Regions from separate parts of the Oryctolagus cuniculus genome. Here region 1 is linked to region 2. A link is a contact called in public Hi-C data. All regions are on one chromosome and are shown on one strand. The core of a region is the stretch at or near the end of the contact, and the rest is flanking DNA. Distances in the headings are between cores, read along the strand shown. Region 1 overlaps SORBS1 (sorbin and SH3 domain containing 1). Region 2 has its middle 34 kb from the start of SORBS1.

Evidence for each region. Hi-C and Micro-C count contacts between places; a contact is called where the count stands out from the background.
Region 1: a contact with region 2 is called in a Hi-C map of embryonic fibroblasts, with 4 times the contacts expected there. The contact joins two enhancer-like sites. A contact is called at or near these places in 5 of 6 Hi-C or Micro-C datasets (ear pinna, embryonic fibroblasts, psoas muscle and 2 more).

Annotation. Positions count from the first base shown.
Region 1 is chr15:34,223,447-34,228,832 of mOryCun1.1, forward strand. SORBS1 (sorbin and SH3 domain containing 1) reads left to right here. Exons shown (of 34, transcript XM_051823967.2): 3 at 1,444-1,512; 4 at 3,829-3,924. Among named protein-coding and RNA genes, the nearest start is that of SORBS1, 130 kb to the left of the region's middle. Within about 2 kb of position 4,090, at least 2 of the 8 cell types and tissues checked have an H3K27ac peak or open chromatin away from gene starts, as enhancers often do.
Region 2 is chr15:34,062,646-34,068,101 of mOryCun1.1, forward strand. No RefSeq gene overlaps it. Among named protein-coding and RNA genes, the nearest start is that of SORBS1, 34 kb to the right of the region's middle. Within about 2 kb of position 2,421, at least 1 of the 8 cell types and tissues checked has an H3K27ac peak or open chromatin away from gene starts, as enhancers often do.

The DNA of each region.
Region 1 (5,386 bases), core at 2,840-5,339, 160 kb after region 2:
CCACTTCTTATCTAGCTCCTTGCTAATGTTCTTGGGAAAGTAGTGGAGGATGGCCCAACTACTTGGGCCGCTGTGTAACATGGGAGACCCAGAAGAACTCCTGGCTGCTGGCTTCAGCTTGGCCCAGCCCTGGCCATTGCAGCCATTTGGAGAGTGAACCAGTAGATGGAAGATCTCTCTCTCTCTCTCTCTCGCCTTCTCTCTTTCTCTTTCTGTATTTCTGCACTTAAAAAAATAAATGTTTTTTAAAAATTATATTCCAATCATTTGTACACTTTGAGGAAGCTTTTTTTTTTTTAAGATTTATTTTACTTGAATGTCAGAGTTATACAATGAGAGAAGGAGAGAGAGAGAGAGAGAGAGAGAGAGAGAGAGGTCTTTCATCTGCTGGTTCACTCCCCACATAGCCGCAATGGCCGGAGCTGTGCTGATCTGAAGCCAGGAGCCAGGAGCTTCTTCCGGGTCTCCCACGTGGGTGCAGGGGCCCAAGGACTTGGGCCATCTTCCACTGCTTTCCCAGACCATAGCAGAGAGCTGGATCAAAAGTGGGGCAGCCAGGTCTCAAACCGGCGCCCATATGTGATGCCGGCACTGCAGGTGGTGGCCTCACCTGCCATACCACAGCACCAGCTCCTTGGGGAAGTTTTAGTATGTTTTCCCCCATGCAAGTAATATTCTACATGACTGAATTCCCAAAATAAGTTCCCGAATTTTAATTTGGGAAACAGGTGAAATACAGCATGTAGGAACCCAATCTTTCTGTGTGGAAGCACAGAGTAGCCCTTGGGAGCCCTGTCTGCCAGGGCAGCAGCTAGGTTGGGGAAAGTGCTGTGGGTGTAGACTGAGGTTGGGACACAGAGGGACGCACAGAGGGAAGGACACTCAGGAAGCCGTGTCACCTCTGGGACAATGACCCAGGCCCAGACTGAGGTGTGAGAGGGGCAGCGTCCACAGACATGTCATGGGAAGCATAGCGTGACTCTGACAGGTGGGGTGTTGGGAGGGAGGGGACGTGTCCAACAGCTGGAGGTCTCTGTCCTGGTTGACAGATGGAGCTCCATGCACAGGGACGCATCTGAGCCGGCCTTTGCATGGGTGACTCAGGCAGGAAATGCCATTTGGAGGGAGTTAAGCAGATTTTTTTTTTTTTTAATGTCAGAAAGGAAACCATAGCTAGGAGGCAGGAGGATTCCCACACCCACAACACATCCCACCCTCAACAGATTCAAGCCGCACTGCGGTCTCCAGACTCTCCCATGATGCTCCAGGGGACCTATCTAAGGCCCGAGAGAGCCGACGGATGGAGCCACTCCAGGGCCTTGTGAGGGCAGGACCCTCTGCTGCCCCTCAACCCAGTCCCCAGCCCCTCCTACCACCTGGGACTCAGTAACCGAGGGGGAAGCAGAGGCACAACCTCACGTCCTTTGCCTTCCTCTCTTTCAGAGTGTGACATTGCTGCGTCCAAGGCCATGCTGAACGGCCTGGCACCCGGCAGCGATGGGCGCGACAAAGGTAAGGCTCCTGAAGAGCGAGGGGTTCCATCCTGGAAGGCGATTGTGGGTGGTGCAGAGCGCCTTGGCCAGGGCCACCCCGGCTGCATGGGGGTGGAGGTGAGGGGAACATTGTTAGCCTGATAAGGCTGTGAACCGGACACCTATTCTCTATGGTAATTTTCTGAGACCTGGGGTGTGTTTTTGTGTCTCATGAGTCCAAGGCTGCCACGTCTTCAAAACTATCGCATCTCACAAGGACACAATGAGTAATGGGTCAAAGACCTGGCCGAGGCTTACATCACGCCGGCGCAAGTGCACCCAGCCCGACAAACCCCTTCCCTGGCATTTCACCTTCACCTGTGATAGACAGTGACCCATCCCTAGTCCTGACCTGGGAGCAGGGGCCTAATCATTAAAGTAAATGATTTCAGCTGACTTGGTTTCAAATGCGTCCTGTTGTAGTTTCAGCTTAAAAAAATGTTTAGGATGGAAGATTTAAATGTGGAGTGAGTGCTGGATAAGAAGACCTCTGAGGTCCCCTTTGCCCTGGAGATGGTCATTGTGACCTCCTCTGCATGGCTGGCTGAGAGCCTCACAGCCGTGCTCCCGATGCCACTGTGGCGAAGCACTGAACTTGGAGTGATGAGGCGCAGGTTCAAGTCCTGGGTCTGCCCCTCACTAACAGGCATTGTGGGAGGAGTGCTCTCATGGACCATACCATCTGCTGCAGTTACTCCTGCCCCAGATCCTGCGTTCTGCGAAGCCCAGGAATGCTCACCAAGCAAAATTTTACCAAAAAGCAAGAGTGGCAAGCCTGGAACAGGTTGTCTAAGTCAAAACACAATCTCTCCCAAAGAGTCATTTCACACTTCAGCCTCTGCATTTCTGTCGGATTCCGCTAGGTGTTCCCTTTGAGCCGGGGCAGAGCGGGGACTCAGTGGGAGCAGCCTGCGAGGAAGGCACAGCAGGTGTCCTGCCGCTCTCCAGATTTCCCTACCTCCCAGCGGGGTCACCCTGCTCCGCTACTGCTGTGGGCCCGTCTGCGGTGTCCCCGGGGTCCTGGACAGTGTTGGCTGGGTTGTGCTTAGGGAATCTCGGGCAGTGCCTGTGTGACAGGGGAGTGTTTTAGCATGGTCAACACCTGGGGGCCAGTCTCCCAGGTGATTCGGAGCAGTCAGTAGGACTGCTGTGGAAGCCTGTTTGTGTCTTAATACACATGCTGCTGTCACCGTTGACTCAGTGACAGCCATACGCCATGTGACTACCATATGCCTTACGAAGTGATGGCGTGCTGGGCTCAAGTGTCTGCCACCCAGGTCCTCTCTCCTGTCCCCTTGGCAGGCTTGCCAGCACAATGCCGATTCAGAAGCAGCAGTCCCATCCCCACCCAGTGTTCTGAGGATCCAGGGCTGCAAGGCCTCAGGGTGTTACTCTCTGCAGCGACTTCGGTGCCGTAGCACAAGGGCTGGCATTTTCTGTGCTGATGTTAAAGAGGGAGGACAAGGAGGACGTGTCCACCATGGGGACTGCAGGATCTGGGCAGGCAGGGAGCTCAGGCACCCTACAGATCAGTAAGCACGGGCACCCAGGACCAGGGGACTGCAGCCTTCCCCACATCCTGGGCAGTCTCCCTGTTCTACCTTAGCCCAGTGAGGGTCAGCATCATGAACTCTGCACTTGGGTACTGCCCAAAGTCTTAAGCATGCACTTGGCCACTTGGCACCTCCAGCCCAGGAGAAGGTAGGTTTAAGCAAGACCATCTGCCATGCAGCAGATGGGGGTTCTGATTTGCATGGGCCAGAGGCCTATGACTGTCAGAGGCACAGGACCCTAGATGCTGTGGTTTTGGGGTGGCAGCTGTGATGGTGAAGGGACCCAGCAACCCACAAATGTGTTCCTTTACTTCCTCCACTTGTCCGGAGCCCTTGGGCCATGGCTGTCCTCCTCGGAGCCCTGGCTGGAGCACAGACACCCCAACATTCTCCCAAGGGGCCCCTTGGGCCTGACTGCTGTCCCCTTCCTCTGTTTGCCAGGCCATCTGTGTCTCTGAAGATCTCTTTGTCCAGAGCCTTGGCAGGCGCCTGGTGTGGCAGGAGACACTGATAAGCACTGACCAGCTGGGGTTGGGGGCTGGTTGGAGGGCGGGTTCTGCCGTCTTGGCCCAGAACCTTGAAGAGGGAAAGCGGGTTATTTTTAATTACTGCATCCACTGCTCTGTGTATTGTTCTTTTCGTGGGGGCGACTTCCTCCCATTGTCCCTGCCCAGTTCCTCAACTGCCTGAGTGTTTCCCAAATGCTCTTTCTGGAGGCACCATTTACCCTTTTGTGTTTTCAGCAACTGCCGGCCCTTTACGTGCACGCTCTATTTCTGCTGTTCAAATCATTCCCGTGAAGACAGTGAAAAGTGCTTCAGGCCTGGTACTCCCTGCAGGTATCTCGCCTGGGGAGGGGGTGCTTCTCTTTCTTCATAGCAGATCATGCATGGTTTTCCCTCTTCCTTCTCTGACTAATACTTTGAGGCTTAACCCTTGCTTGTTCAGGACGCATTCCCTTTACTTCCTCAGTTCTTTGCTGGTCCTCCTCTGCGTGTGTGTGTGTGTGTGTGTGTGTGAGTGTGTGTGAGTGTGAGCTCCAGTGTGTGTGTTCTTTTCTGGAGGCCAGTGAGCATGGAGAAGAACTGAGTCCAGGGGTCTTGTCCTTTGTCCCTCCTCCGGGAGGAGGGTCAGTGCAGAGACCAGACATTCGCTCTGGGGTGCGTCCGGGGTGCATGGACTGCCTGGACTCTCCCTAGAGATTGCCAGCTCCCATCTCCCTGAGAACGAACCTGGCCTCCTGGGAACCTCCGGGTTGGGCTGAGTTGGAAGAAGCTGCCTTGATGCCACACCTAGGCCCGCCCCTGGCCGACGTCACCTGCAGTCCCTTCCTGCCTCTGCTCTCCAGGAAGGGGAGAGGATGCAGTTCAAATGTCAGCTTCCTTCTGGACAGAATGGGCCAGTGAGGGCTGGGCCGCACTTCAGCCCCCGGTGTTTTCCCGAGTCGGGCAGATCTGCTGTGCATCAGCTGCGCTGCGTTGGCCAGGTTGCCCCTCACCCTCTGGAGCCCGGGTTCCCAGAAGTTTTGTGGCATCATGCACTTCGCCTCTGATCGGGTTGGACGAGTCAGGTGGGCCCGGAGGCCTCTGCGTGCTGGGCCACATGTTTTGGGTTTTGTGCTTTGTTCCCAGTGGAAGAGGCGCTGACGGGGCAGATCTGTTCTCTCCTGTAATGCTAACGTCGATTTTGCCCAAGCTATAGAAAGGGCACTGCCGGGTTGGAAAGCGAGGAGAAAAGAGGCTTTGGTTCTCTCTGCCCTTCCCTGGGAGTGCACTGGAAGTCCGAGCCCACATCCTGTCCAAACGGGCACCCTGAACTTTAACCTGTAATCACATTTGTGGCGATTTCAAGCTACGGATCCAAGCTGGGAGCAATTTGAAAAGAAAACCACTTTGGAGTTCAGCTTAGCTCAGCTGCACATAAAGAGACCCTTGGCATTTGTGCCTTCTAGAATTGCGTGGTCTGCACTGGGTCCCTGCCACCCCATCACTGTTGTTCCTGGAGGATGGGCTTCTAGGACCTTTCTTTTTATTTTCATAAATATTTTTTTTTTTTAATTTAAGGGCAGCAGTACAGAAAAAGAAGGAGAGAGAGAGAGAGAGAGAGAGAGAGATGGAGATCTTCCATCTGCTGGGTCACTCCCCACATGGCTGCAATGGTTGTGGCTGTGGCTGCGGCTGGGCCAGATCAAAGCCAGGAGCCCAGAACTCCACCTTGGTCTCCCAAGCACTTGGGCCATCTTCTGCTGCTTTCCCAGGCACATTAGCAGGGAGCGGGATGGAAAGTGGAGTAGCCAGGACT
Region 2 (5,456 bases), core at 1,171-3,670:
GTGAAACCCCAGAGCTTCCAGACTGGGAGCGTGGTGATGGCCCGAGTCTGTCTGGTGCATGTGTGTGACACGAGCATGCTGTCTCCATGACGTGTGCCAAAGCATCCACCCAGCTGCACAGAGCCCTGGCCACCGTTCCCAGATTGGGGATGTAAATAGCTCCGTTCTCCCAGCTGCCCTGCCAGCCTTGTTGTCTCGGGATCACCTGACAGCTCGACCCCGCACCTCTTTCCCCTCCATCAAGCCTATCCTTAGGGTCCCTGGTGCCCAACAGGCTGCAGTTGAATGAGTTCTGTCTGCTGGGGCCCTTCCTGAAGAAATAACCACTTCCCGCTTCCTTTTATGCTCCAAGGATGTCTTATGGGCCCCAAGATGCACGGTGTCCTGTGGAACCTTGTTCCCAGGCTGTCCCCAGACTCTGCCTCTTATCCAGACCCTTACATGGAATAGCAAGCCACCGTGCCTGCCCTGCCCTCTGAACAAGGATTCTGGCATAGCTTGCCTGAAAAGGCAATAAACAAAGTCATGCTGAGACTATATCGCAAGTGCCACAATAAGCTCGCAACTGGACAACAAGTGCCCCGGGCGGGAGTCTAAAATAGAAAGTGACCCAACAGGGCCAGAGCCCTTGGAGAGAAGAGGCCATGGGGCAGGCAGGCCTGGAGTTCAGCCCTGAGAGATGTGTCCTACCAGTAACCAGTGGGCCGAGCATCCAGGCAGGAGGCTGGTGCAAGCAAACACCCGGAGGTGGAGATGAAACCAACGAGTTTGGGGAGCAGTGAATATTCCAGTTCGGGGCAGCAGGTTCATGTGGCTAAACATGAAGGTGTTACGTTGTAGACAGCTGGTGTTGTCTCCCTGCTGGAGCCACAGTTCTTACGGCATGGGATGGGGGTGGGCAATGACCTGGGAGATACAGGTAAAGCTCAGGTACCCAACAAGGCCAGTTTCCTGTATGCAGAAACCTTGGCTTTAGACGGTTTCTACAGGGAGCATGGGCCACCCATGTTCTTGGCTTTTTCTACAAAAGTGATGCAATCCCTACACAGGAGCCAGGATGCAGCCACAGTCCCATTCATCCCCCTGCCGTGGGCAGTCTGGTAACGCTCACGGATTGTCCTGGCTCCAGAGGTGGGCACAGCTCTGGCACAAAGCAAGCACTTAGTAGGGGCGAGGTGGTCTCCTGCTGTGAGTCTTCAGTTGCCACTGTAGCCTTGACTGTGTTCTACGAGAAACCAGAAGTTTCTGCTGGTAACTTGAGGCAGTGTTGGGGAGCCAGATTTTCTGGTCACCAGAAGCCCAGGATTGCCCTGCGCATGAGCAGTGAGAACAGCCAAGTCTGATCACACATTTAAGCGCCTGAGTTTTGGGAGTGGCTGCTGTTGAGAAGTGGTTGCAGCAACAGAGAACCTACTCTGAGCCCAAGAAAGAGAAGGTGCAGGGCTGGCACTGTGACATAGCAAGTAAAGCTGCCGCCTGCAGTGCAGGCATCCCATATGGGGGCCGGTTCGAGTCCCGGCTGCTCCACTTCCAACTCTCTGCTGCAGAAGAGGATGGTCCAAGTCCTTGGGCCCCTGTACCCACGTGGGAGACCTGGAAGAAGCTCCTGGCTCCTGGCTTTGGATCGGCGCAGCTCGGGTCATTGTGGCCAATTGGGGAGTGAACCAGTGGATGGAGGACCCCTCTCTCTCTCTGCCTCTCCTTCTCTCTCTATGTAACTCTGACTTTCAAATAAATAAGTAAATCTTTAAAAAAAAAAAAAAAAAAAACAGGATGCATCCAGGTGAATAGCATCACCTGCCTAGAAGAGAGAGGCTGCTGGGGGGAGGGGCTGCCAGGGATGGGACCCAGCAAGAGACTGGATTTCCAAACACCCACAGGCACTACTACGGTCTAGTATAAAACATATGGAGTGTGTGTGCTCTTCTGAATCGGATTTTCGTATTTAAATCTCCATACAAACACAAAGATTTTGTATATTTGGATATTTGGACATAGTCATCTGGAAATCTTGTCTGGCAATGGTTTTAAATCTAATAAAATGCCTTTTCTTTCTCCGAGGCAGGTGCTGTTGATGTCATTATTACTCAAATCTGTCTCAGGTGTACATGGAACAGAATATTCTGGGTGGCAGTTGCTGCCCTGTTAGGAACAGCAGCCAGGGCAGCAGCAATCTCGAGGGATGTTTTCAGGAGCAAATAACAAGCACAGCTTACACCAGTTTGAACAAAGTGGGGAATGTGCAGTATCTGCCTGCGTGACCGAGAAGTCCAAACAAAGGTACAGTCCAGGCCAGTCCTAACCAGGGCTGCGGCTCTGCTTCACTGTCCATCTCCAGCTCAGTGGTTCTCAAGCTTCAGAATCTTCAGTCATTCAGCGCTTATCCACACAGACTGCTGATTCCACAGATCGGGGGTGAGGGCTCGGAATTTTCATTTCTTTTTGTTTTCTTTGGCAGCAAATAGGATTGATTATTGTTGATTTGAGAAAAGAGACCTCAGGATAGTGGAAGCTCTCACGAGTGAAGGGCCTGCCACTTGTTCAGGTGAGCCGGGGATGTGTTTGACCCCTCGCCCATCTGGGATGAGCCACTTCTCAGCCACCGTGTCTTCAAATTCGTCCCCTTTAAACTTGGTAAAGCCTCACTTTGAGCTGGATCTTCTGGCAACCAGACAACTTGAACTTGGCCTTACACAGGGCCTCAGTCACGCGTTCCTTGTTCTGCAGCTTGGGTGAGGATAGACATGATGACCTGGCCAATGCGAATGCTGGCTGCTCCACCCTGCCTAACTGGAGTCCAGATTGGGAACAGCATTAGGTCAGAGGCAGGAATGTCTACACGGAAGGGTTATCTGTCAGATCCCTTAGGACAACCCTGGATATCTGCTAACTTGAGCCCAGCCACATTGTGAGTGGGCTGTGGAGTAAGGTCAGAAAACTGTTTCCTGCTTCCCGCATTGAACAAAAATCTTAAATTCCACTCTTAGGAAATTGGCCTGGATCAATCCCTGTCGTTAACATAGATGAGGAATTGAGCTGCATGCCACAGAAAACCCAAACAGCTAGGACTTGAACGTGATAGGAGTGTTTTTCTCTTGTATATAAAGAGGTGTAGAGGACGGCAGCCCAAGACTGTGGGGAGAGCTCCCTGGTGGCATCAGGCACTCGGGCTGCTTTTGGTTTCTGCTCTTCCTTCCTAGGGCGAGGCCCTCGTCCAAGTGCGCCTGGCATTCCAACCACTGGGGCTGAGGTCTGGGCAGCAGGCAAGAGTATAGGCCAGCTGCCCTCTGCTAAGGGACATTCCAATGGCTTGACTAGAACTGGCTCGTGGCCTCCCTATCTTCAAGGGTTCTGGAAAGTATAACTCTTATCTGAGCTCGTTGCTGGGCTGGGAAAATAGAAGTTCTCTTGGTGAGAGAGAAGGGAAATCGGGTAGGGAAGGAAGATGTTACTAATTGATTGGTGGAGTTGAGTGTGGAATCCATTCACCTGCTGCACAATGAAGGGGAGAAGCAGCAGAGGCCAGGGAGGCAGCCACAGCGCCCAGGACACTCGTGGAGAGGAAGTGGCAGGGGAGGTGACCACACACTGGAGGCTCACACCGCCACCTGCAGCCCGCCATGATAGACGGAGCACGAAGCTGGCACAGAATTTAGTTCCCAGCTCTGCCACTGACAAGTCTTTGAACGTTTGTGCCTGAATTTCCCCATCCTACCTGGGTCAGCTTTCCATTTAGATGGGGGGAGGGCGGACGGGGAGTATCCATCACTAACTTGCAAATTAGCTGAACAAGTTGTTTTTCCTGTCTGACATCCACAGCTGCCCAAGCCTTGGGTGGACGTTTATATACACACATACAGGTTAACTGCCAGATCTGTGGGCCTCAGTGTTCTGCAAACTGTGGTCCAAGCATCATTGTAGCAAAATGAGTGGAGGTGCGCAAGAAAGATGAGATGAGATGCCCGGATCTCTTGAGCCAAGATTTCTGGGGCTAGGGCAGGAACGGGAGTTGTTAACAAGTCCCTTGTGTAATTGGTGTTTGCCAGTTACTCCTAATAACTCTAAAGAGTGGATTTTTCTTAGAAGACCTTGTTATTCCCTTGTGCAGATGCACAGCTTTTATACTGCAGGATTGGTGGTAGAAAGCGAAATTGCTATAGGAGATGTGGAGAAAAGACAAAGTCTCTGACAGTTCCAGAGAGGAAAGAGCGAGTTGTAGGCAGTGCTGCTGTGCCCACGTAGGGGTGCGGACTGAAGAACAGGAAATTAGGCTGCAGATTGCTTAACCACCAATGTGTTGCCTGCTTGGAATCTGATGGCCCAGTGGGGGTTGTTATTGTCTGAATGTGTCTCCCTGCCCAAAGTCATTTTAAAGACCTAAGCCCCAGGCACTTCGGCTCATTAGGCTAATCCTCCGCCTAGTGGCGCCGGCACACCGGGTTCTAGTCTCGGTTGGGGCACCGGATTCTGTCCCGGTTGCTCCTCTTCCAGGCCAGCTCTCTGCTGTGGCCAGGGAGTGCAGTGGAGGATGGCCCAAGTGCTTGGGCCCTGCACCCCATGGGAGACCAGGAGAAGTACCTGGCTCCTGCCATCGGATCTGCGCGGTGTGCCGGCCACAGCGCGCCAGCCACGGTTGCCATTGGAGGGTGAACCAACGGCAAAAAGGAAGACCTTTCTCTCTCTCTCTCACTGTCCACTCTGTCAAAAAAAAAAAAAAAAAAAAAAAGAGAGAGACCTAAGCCCCAGATGACGATATGTGGAGATGGAGCTTTGGGGAGGTTATTCGAGTTGGAGATCGTGAGGGCGGGGCCTTCCTGATGATACTAAAGGCCCTGTAAGAAAAGACAGCAGCGTGCTTGCAGCACCTGCTGTGAGGACACACCAAGGGGACAAGACTGGCGGCCTCTGCAAGCCAGGAGCTGGCCCTCACCAGGACTCGAATCTGGGACTTGATCTTGGGCTTGCTGGTTGCCAGACCATGAGCAATACACGTCTGTTGTTTAAATCCCCTCACCTATGATATTTTGTTAGACCATCCCGGACAGACTGAGACAGGGGTGATTGTCTTGGAGGCACTCGTGTTTTAGAAAAGGAGTCTTGTTACTCCAAAGAACTTGCCAGAGTGACACAGTGGACAGAGCATGCCCTTGACCTGCATTGCCGCTCTAAATTATGCAAACTTAGCAGAAATGAGCTTTGTTCCTTCTTTGGAAATGATAGTCAACTAATACTTACCTTAAAGGGCTGTGATCAGGAAAGATTAGGTAATGGCTTGGTACCTGGCTCACGAGAAGCACCAGCAGTGTAGCCGCAATGAGCCACACCGGTACGTCAGCCTTTGCTCAGACATCCACTGAGCCCAGCTGGGAGCAATGCGCTCAGGTGCTCACTCAGTGCATGTGGAAGCAAACTTCTTAGCAGAGATCCTGCTTAGGGAGAGATCCGCGGACCATTAG